2 separate regions of the Oryzias latipes genome follow, and region 2 is linked to region 1. A link is a contact called in public Hi-C data. All regions are on one chromosome and are shown on one strand. The core of a region is the stretch at or near the end of the contact, and the rest is flanking DNA. Distances in the headings are between cores, read along the strand shown. Region 1 overlaps diaph1 (protein diaphanous homolog 1). Region 2 overlaps LOC101169865 (protocadherin gamma-A11).

Region 1 (3,683 bases), core at 787-3,286:
GTCCAACAGAAAACCTGAAAACATATACTTGTGTTCTGAAGATGTCTATTTATAAGTACCTGCTTGTCGTGGACCTCTTTTTCTCCTGAAGGCAGCACCAGACTGCAGAGCCTCCAGCAGGCCGTCCATGATACCAGTTTCATCATCCTCTGTAAAATAAATAAATAAATGAATATATATCAGGACAAAAAGCATCAAGAACAGTATTAATGAGTCAATATTCAGACATCTCTTCATAAACATGCCCAGATTCACATCATGTACCTCTCTAGTAAGTGGCAAATCAGTGGGAGTTTTATTATTTTCTCTCTGCCTGCTAAAACAAATACGACAAGAAGCTGGCAGATCCAAGCCAGCCAGGCAGGGACCCAATCAAACTGAAACCTACACTGTACGATTTCAAGAAGCAAACCTCTTAACGTTGTAAAACATTCCCTTCAAAATAGAATAAACACTCAGGAACAACATTTACATAAAACCTCAGACTGAGTGTGCGATTTGGCGTACAATACTACATGTAACTACAGGCCACATATGGGGTCTCTTTGTTTGCGCATTTGTTTACATTTGCATTCTGCGCACTGCCTCAAACTCAAGTGAATGTGCTCCAAACTAAGTGGGGCGCTCACTCTCAGGGCTATGGGCAACACGGTGGGCAGCGTTCAGTAGCAAAGCTCAGCCTTCAGACAGATGGTTTCAATCATTTCCATTTCAACCAGAATACAGGCAGAGTGCACAGCGGATGAGGCAGTAGTGTTGGGGGGGTTAAAGGTTTGTGTTGTCACATCTCTAGCTCCCAATCACAAACACAGCACACACACACACACACACACACACACACACACACATACAGTTTAATCCTGCAGTAATCCAAAGGGCAGATGGCCTGTGGTCTCACTTGTCATGTCTGAGAAAGTTTCTGTCACACACTCCTCAGTTTTCTATAGCTCACACACACCCCTCAATGTTCAACCCCAGGAACTGCACAAATCCATTTATTATCCATAATATAAAGACAGTGTTTACTCAGTTTTACTTGGAGTAACCACATGAGTAGACTAAAACACTGGAAGCACAGACACACTGACCTATTTGTGAAAATGAACAGAAAGAATAAAGAAATGGTTGTGCACTAAACATAGTCTTTGTTGTCAGAGTAAAAATCCAGCCTCAACTGGACATGTTCTAGGCTTCAAGCTCTCTATAACAAAATACAAACAACTCCTATTTGTGAAGTTGTGAAAGACAGCCTTACTTTTAAACAAGGCACTGTATAAGTTTTCCTAACCATAAAGATTTGTCAAAATTATCAGCAATAAATCAGACTTCAAGTGGAAAAACAAAAATGTTTGTATTAAAATGTGCACACAAATTTGTAATAATTCTATAATTGACCACATGATCATCAATACAGTAATGGCGGTATAAACCATACTGGTTTCTTTGTTAGGAATAGTACAGACAGGGAATTAATCTTTACACATTTGACAGTGCATGACAACAACACCAGAGTAGCAACCTAAAGCAAATAAGAAGTTAAGACAGATTATTGTGTTTAATAGTATTACAGGGTGAGATTTTAAAGGTCTTCCTCTTGATCCGATCTACTTTAATGAGACAGACCATCTTTGTGGAACACAAACACACAGTGGTCCAGTGTCTTCTAAGGAGCACTAGCACCCCCAATGGAAGTTCACACAATAGCAGAGGAGACAAAACAACTGCACTGAAATGTAATGAGAAATGACAAAGAGGGAAAGATCATTGCCTTTTAAACACAACAGCTATGCTGACTTAAACGGGATCTTTATTTTTTCATGTGCCCGTAGTTATATTTTTTTTCCAAATCAGCTTGCTGTAAAACATCAGGCACCCCAGACTTATCCTTTTTCATCTTTTCCTGTGTGCTGCTTTTCTCCTCCCTTGCTCTAACCCCCTTTCCAGAGACACCACATAGTCTAATCCGCCGCTGAGCATCTGCTGCCCTACTCTGGGCCGTCCCTTCCCCCACGCTGCCATCCCATCTGTGGAGCACGAGCACTCCCTGTGGCAGTTCCCATAACAGAGGAAGGAGATGGTCAGGCCACAACTGCACACACCCTTTACCTCATGTGACAACATGCAGTCTTTTTGCAGACACGACTGACACCTAGCTTCAGAAAAGAAGGATTTCAGCTCCCAAAAGTTGAATTTATGACAAGCTCTCCTGTCAGATGTAATTAGAACAAACATCTCACTGAGCTGTTGGGTGTGGTAGAAGATTACTGGCTCAGTACTTTGTTTAGTGTGATGAAAAATGTCCAAGTACATGATATAAATAAGACACTGTAAATGTACATATTTATTCAATCACTAACATATGCGATGAGGAGCAATCCAGAAAGACTTTCAGAAGAACGATCCACAGCCATACAGCACATTCACACAGTTTGAGTGTATGTCTGTCTTTGTGTGTCTGTGTATGTGTTGTAATGAGCCTGTGAGATTCCAAACCTAAAGGCCACAAACTGAAAACACACACTGACCTTCTCAAGGTTAAACAAATAACTGAGATTTAAGGTTTGCAGTCAAAAAGAAACGCCAATGCAGGGTGAATTCCAGAGATAGCAAAAGTATGGGAGCCAACAGGTGGGGAAAAAAACATGAGCAGCAGTTAAATGGCTCCTTTCAGCTGCTGTTTTAAACAACCTTTTTACTTATGAGGGTTGTAAACAAATTCTGAACAAAGATCAAGTTCATACAAGAGACATTTAAATGTGGTTTAATTCAAATAGGAGCTTTGGATGAGACGACTGCAGGAGAGTCAAATAAGCCACCTGTATGTAAATGGTCTCTGGCCCACTAACACACCCCCAACACTTCTCTTTGAAGCACTACTATGTTTCATATGTGTCTGACAGGCTGAACGTGAGTTTTAGCAACTGGGATGCAGCTTTAGATTCTAAAGACAGAGATAACGGGTAATAAAAGGAGAATCATCCTTTATTCTAAATAAAATAACCAGAGAGGTAAAGTAAAAAAAAACAAATAGAAGAAAAAAAGAGCGTGAGATGAGGAGATGCCAGCTAGAGCATGAGCCATCAGGATAATGAGCCAAAACTGTTTTTTTAGGAACAGCCTCTTTCCAAAAGTTAAGATAAACAAAAGAGTTTGAAAGTAAGCATCAGGAATTATAGTCACAAAAATGCACTGACACTGTAGAAAAATTTGAGTGTGGAAAGCTGAATCTCTGGAGAACCCAAGTTGAGCCCAAGAGGGGAGAAATGCACTGAAAGTAGGTCACAGTCTAAAAGACGAAGAAAAAAAAAGTCTGGGAACATAAATGTGGCCACAAGGCTGGATGTGAGAGCTCACTGTGTGCATGCAGGGATGAGAGAGTGGTCACGGGTATATGTTATGGGACAATGTGCCAGAAGGCTTTTTTAAGGAATAGCATTAAACAGTTTAAAAGAAGAGTGTTTTTTGAAAAGAAAATCCACAAGCTCAAACGTTATAAAGTTATAAATGAAAGTATCCATGTTGTTTGTCTTCTTCAATCATGTAAACATCATTAGATTATCTCTGGTCTAGAAATACTAATGAACTGGAGTTTTACACACACAAACATTCAAGCACACACACAGATGTTCAGCACAAGTGTGGACTCTGAGTGCCCCCAACAGGAATCAGAGAGAAATACAGGG
Region 2 (3,508 bases), core at 251-2,750, 43 kb before region 1:
CTTATGTGTACATCAACCCGGAGACTGGGCACATCCACAGCTTGCGCTCCTTAGATCACGAACAGCTTAATGCTTTCCGTATTGAGGTGCAGGCCCAAGATGCCGGGGTACCCCCACGGACAAATAATGTCACTGTGCATGTGTTTGTGGTGGACGTGAATGACAATGCACCAGTGATTGTTCATCCCTCCTTCCCTAAAGACAAAAGACTGCAGCTTACGGTGCCCCCGTCTATTGGGCCTGGGCATGTTGTAAGCAAGCTGGTCGGAGTGGATGCAGACAGTGGGCACAATGCCTGGTTGTTTTACTCAATCGCCCCAGGACCAAATGCCGGCATGTTTCGCATTGGGGCCCACACTGGGGAGCTCCGAACCACCCGAAAGTGGGCTGAGGAGGAAGAGGGGTCAACATATGACATAACAGTCATTATCCAGGATAATGGTGACCCACCAAAATCTAGCTCTGTGAACATTACAGTAACTGTGGATGAAAAGAGCACAGCCAATAATCCTCCAGCAACCCCTGACCGCTTCTATCCCAGCACTGGGATGCCGGATATCACTTTTTATCTCATCATTTCTTTGGCCTGCGTGTCAGCAGTGTCCTTCATCACGTTTTTTGTTCTTATGGTACGCTGCCTGCGACACCGCGGCCCAGGGTTTGGGGACTCTGAGTGCTGCTGCTACGGTCGCCACAGTTCGAGCCGCTACCATCAGAGGCCCAGCAAAGACCTTCACCTGCAGCTTAACACTGATGGACCGATTCGATATATGGAGGTTGTAGGAGGCGCCCAGGAGCCATATGCACGAACCTACAGGCCCTGCTACTCCACCATCTCAAGTAGAAGTGACTTTGTATTTATGAAGACTCCCATGCTGAGTCAGAACAACACACTTAACATGACACTCAGCAGGAAGGAGCCTATGAACTCAGTCAGTGAGGTGAGGCCTTCGTTGGGACAGGATGGGATGAAATGTTGGAATATTTTTCATGCAGATGTTTCCATTTGAATAGTTTTGGAAATCCATAATTTTTAGAAATGTTTTTTTTTTTTTTATGTTCCTAACAAAGATCTTACATCTGATTCCTGACAGAAGCATTTGATTCCACCTTTGCAGAATTCGTTTTTGAAAATCTGTTCTTGAAAAAATGACCTAAGGGTTTTGGAAAATGAAAAAGGCAAACATTATAGTTCATTAATCCTTTTAGAAGTTAAGACTTATGGTGATGATTTGAGATGAAGCAGTTTGGGTGAAAAGTGTTTCCCTTTAGGACTAAAAAGTTGGACAGAGAAGAGAAAATATAAAGCTGAAGTGGCAAAGGAAGAGGAAACGGGAAAACATTAGCAGCCAACTAACAGATGGCTAGGAGATGTCCAGATGAGGGGGACTCAGTTTAATGCTAGGAGACCAAGAGGAACAGGATGACAGAGGGAGAGATTTGGAGGTTAGAGGGTGGAGGGACAGAGTGAAGACTAAAGCAGTAGCTGAAAAACAGGAATTTGTGGGGTCATTAGTCTGACCCCTGACTTCCTGTTGTCCTTTGAACTCTTAGTTGATTGGTTCCAGAGCTCAGAGCGAGAGGCCATTCCCTCTTTTATCTAAATCATGGAGCTTTTATTCATTCAGATTTGGGGTCATCCTTTAAATTTTTACATGTTTGGTGAAGCACAATCAGAAATTGACTGGCTGAATGTGTAGAAAGTACTGGAGGAAAACATCTGATAGTCGTCTGTGAAAGGATGTCAATAATGCTTCATTTTGATACAAGATAAAAAGATGCAAATTTCCTGATGTTATCTTTACCTTCTGCGTAGGCTTCCTTTGTGTGAGCTGGTGCTTTTATACATAGAGCTTTGATCTATGCGGTCCCTGAGGTCAGCAGGGTGCCATCTGTCTTCCCTGTCCCAGTGGCACGTGTGCAATCAGCACAAAAGAAAAAAGGGAGAGAAAACAGGGAAGAGAGAACAGCTTCATGCATGTGTGTAATGGTGACAGAAGGCACAGATCAGCATGGCTGCAGAGCATAAACAATCACTGTGAGCAAAACAAAACAAAAAAGAAGCCCTGCAGTAGAGTGTAATTTTAGTAGGACCCCGAGGCTTTAGTTCCTCCCCACTGTCCCTCTTTATATTCCTTTTACATCTGTTGTTTGCTGTTCTGGCACACCCTGTTCATCCATGTGCAAACTTCAAAGGTTTGGGTGGAAGTGACTGCAGTGAAACGAATCATTAGCTTTAGCATTTCGGGACATGTCTTACAGTCTTTTAGTTGTTTCTAGATTTGACTAATCACTTTGATCCCTAGTAAAAACAAAACTAACAACCTTTGCTTCTCAACTCTGACCATTTGTCATTTATAGTGTCATTTATAAAATGTCAAATTTTGCCAACATAGACTGACTTGATGTTAGAGTAGCATTTTTTAAACCATCATTTTCATTTGGTTCAAATAGTGAATCTAGTTAAAGGCTTTGTTGGGTCAAACTGAGCAGTTTTTAACCCCCCTTTAAAATGAAGCATCATGGTAATCAGTCATGACAGTGCAAACTCATCTCAGATGGGAAACGTTTTGGAAGCCAAATTTCCACTGGCATGTTCAATACGAAGATGCTGTCTTTGGCATGTGAAGGTTAAATGCTGTCATATGAATGTCTGTCTGAAAGTCAGTTGCAGCACTTTAACAAAAATCTTTTTTAGTGGTTCATTCCTGACTGTTTTACTACAATTGTAAGTCATATTTTTTTTTTTTTTACTGGCAGCGAAGACACAGGTGGTTTCATGTAGTAAAATTTGAAGCATATTTTAAATCATGTCACCCATTTATCATTCTTTAACATAACTGAATAAATCTTAAAAGTTACAATGGGTAAACAAGATGTTTGAGTAAAGTTCAGACTCAGGATGGAAAATGGAGTTGCTGGCCTCCATCTGTTCCCATGTGAGGATCAACCCAGTTTCTGCAGTGATTTATCAGCACCACCTGTACACTACATGAAGGTGTAACTTAGTATGACTGTAATCCACACAGAGCCCTCAAGTACTTTGATTTATCTGATAGAAGATTGATGTCTTGTGAAGCTTTTAGTTTGGCATGTAGTGTATGGAAGTCTGACTCACTTTCTGACCTTCACTTTCATTACACTTGTGGGAAAACATGGCAACCTCTGCATGTTAAATATGATAAACAGCCTTCTTGAGCATCAAAAGCTTTGTATTGATATGCACTGTGTAGGTTTTGATGTAGAAAGTGTTTCAGATTCCTGCATATGGATTTGACTTCAGACCTGAAAAGTGCAGGTTTGAATATGCATGGTGGGAGATCGCACAGCTGGAATGCTGGGCCTTTTTCTGTGGATGTTTGCTACCACTGATCTGAGCTTTTCTCTTCATACAACTCCAACAGGCTGACAGTCCCGCCCACATGAATTCATTGATGAGTCAACTTTAGACTGTATTGTACGTTTACAAAGTGGGAGGCTTGTGGTTCTTATTTTCATTCACTTTCTG

Evidence for each region. A called contact is a pair of places that touch in the nucleus more often than the background predicts.
Region 2: a Hi-C map of gastrula embryo shows a contact between it and region 1, with 1.8 times the contacts expected there. The contact joins two enhancer-like sites. A contact is called at or near these places in 3 of 5 Hi-C or Micro-C datasets (embryo, fibroblasts and gastrula embryo).

The regions. Positions count from the first base shown.
Region 1 is chr10:14,734,119-14,737,801 of ASM223467v1, reverse strand. It overlaps diaph1 (protein diaphanous homolog 1), which reads right to left. Exons shown (of 27, transcript XM_011480127.3): 26 at 60-149. Among protein-coding and RNA genes, the nearest start is that of LOC101173604, 60 kb to the left of the region's middle. Within about 2 kb of position 2,036, at least 5 of the 8 cell types and tissues checked have an H3K27ac peak or open chromatin away from gene starts, as enhancers often do. A contact at or near this core is called in gastrula embryo, where this site is marked.
Region 2 is chr10:14,776,678-14,780,185 of ASM223467v1, reverse strand. All of the region lies in intron 1 of LOC101169865 (protocadherin gamma-A11), which reads left to right. Among protein-coding and RNA genes, the nearest start is that of LOC101173604, 17 kb to the left of the region's middle. Within about 2 kb of position 1,500, at least 5 of the 8 cell types and tissues checked have an H3K27ac peak or open chromatin away from gene starts, as enhancers often do. A contact at or near this core is called in gastrula embryo, where this site is marked.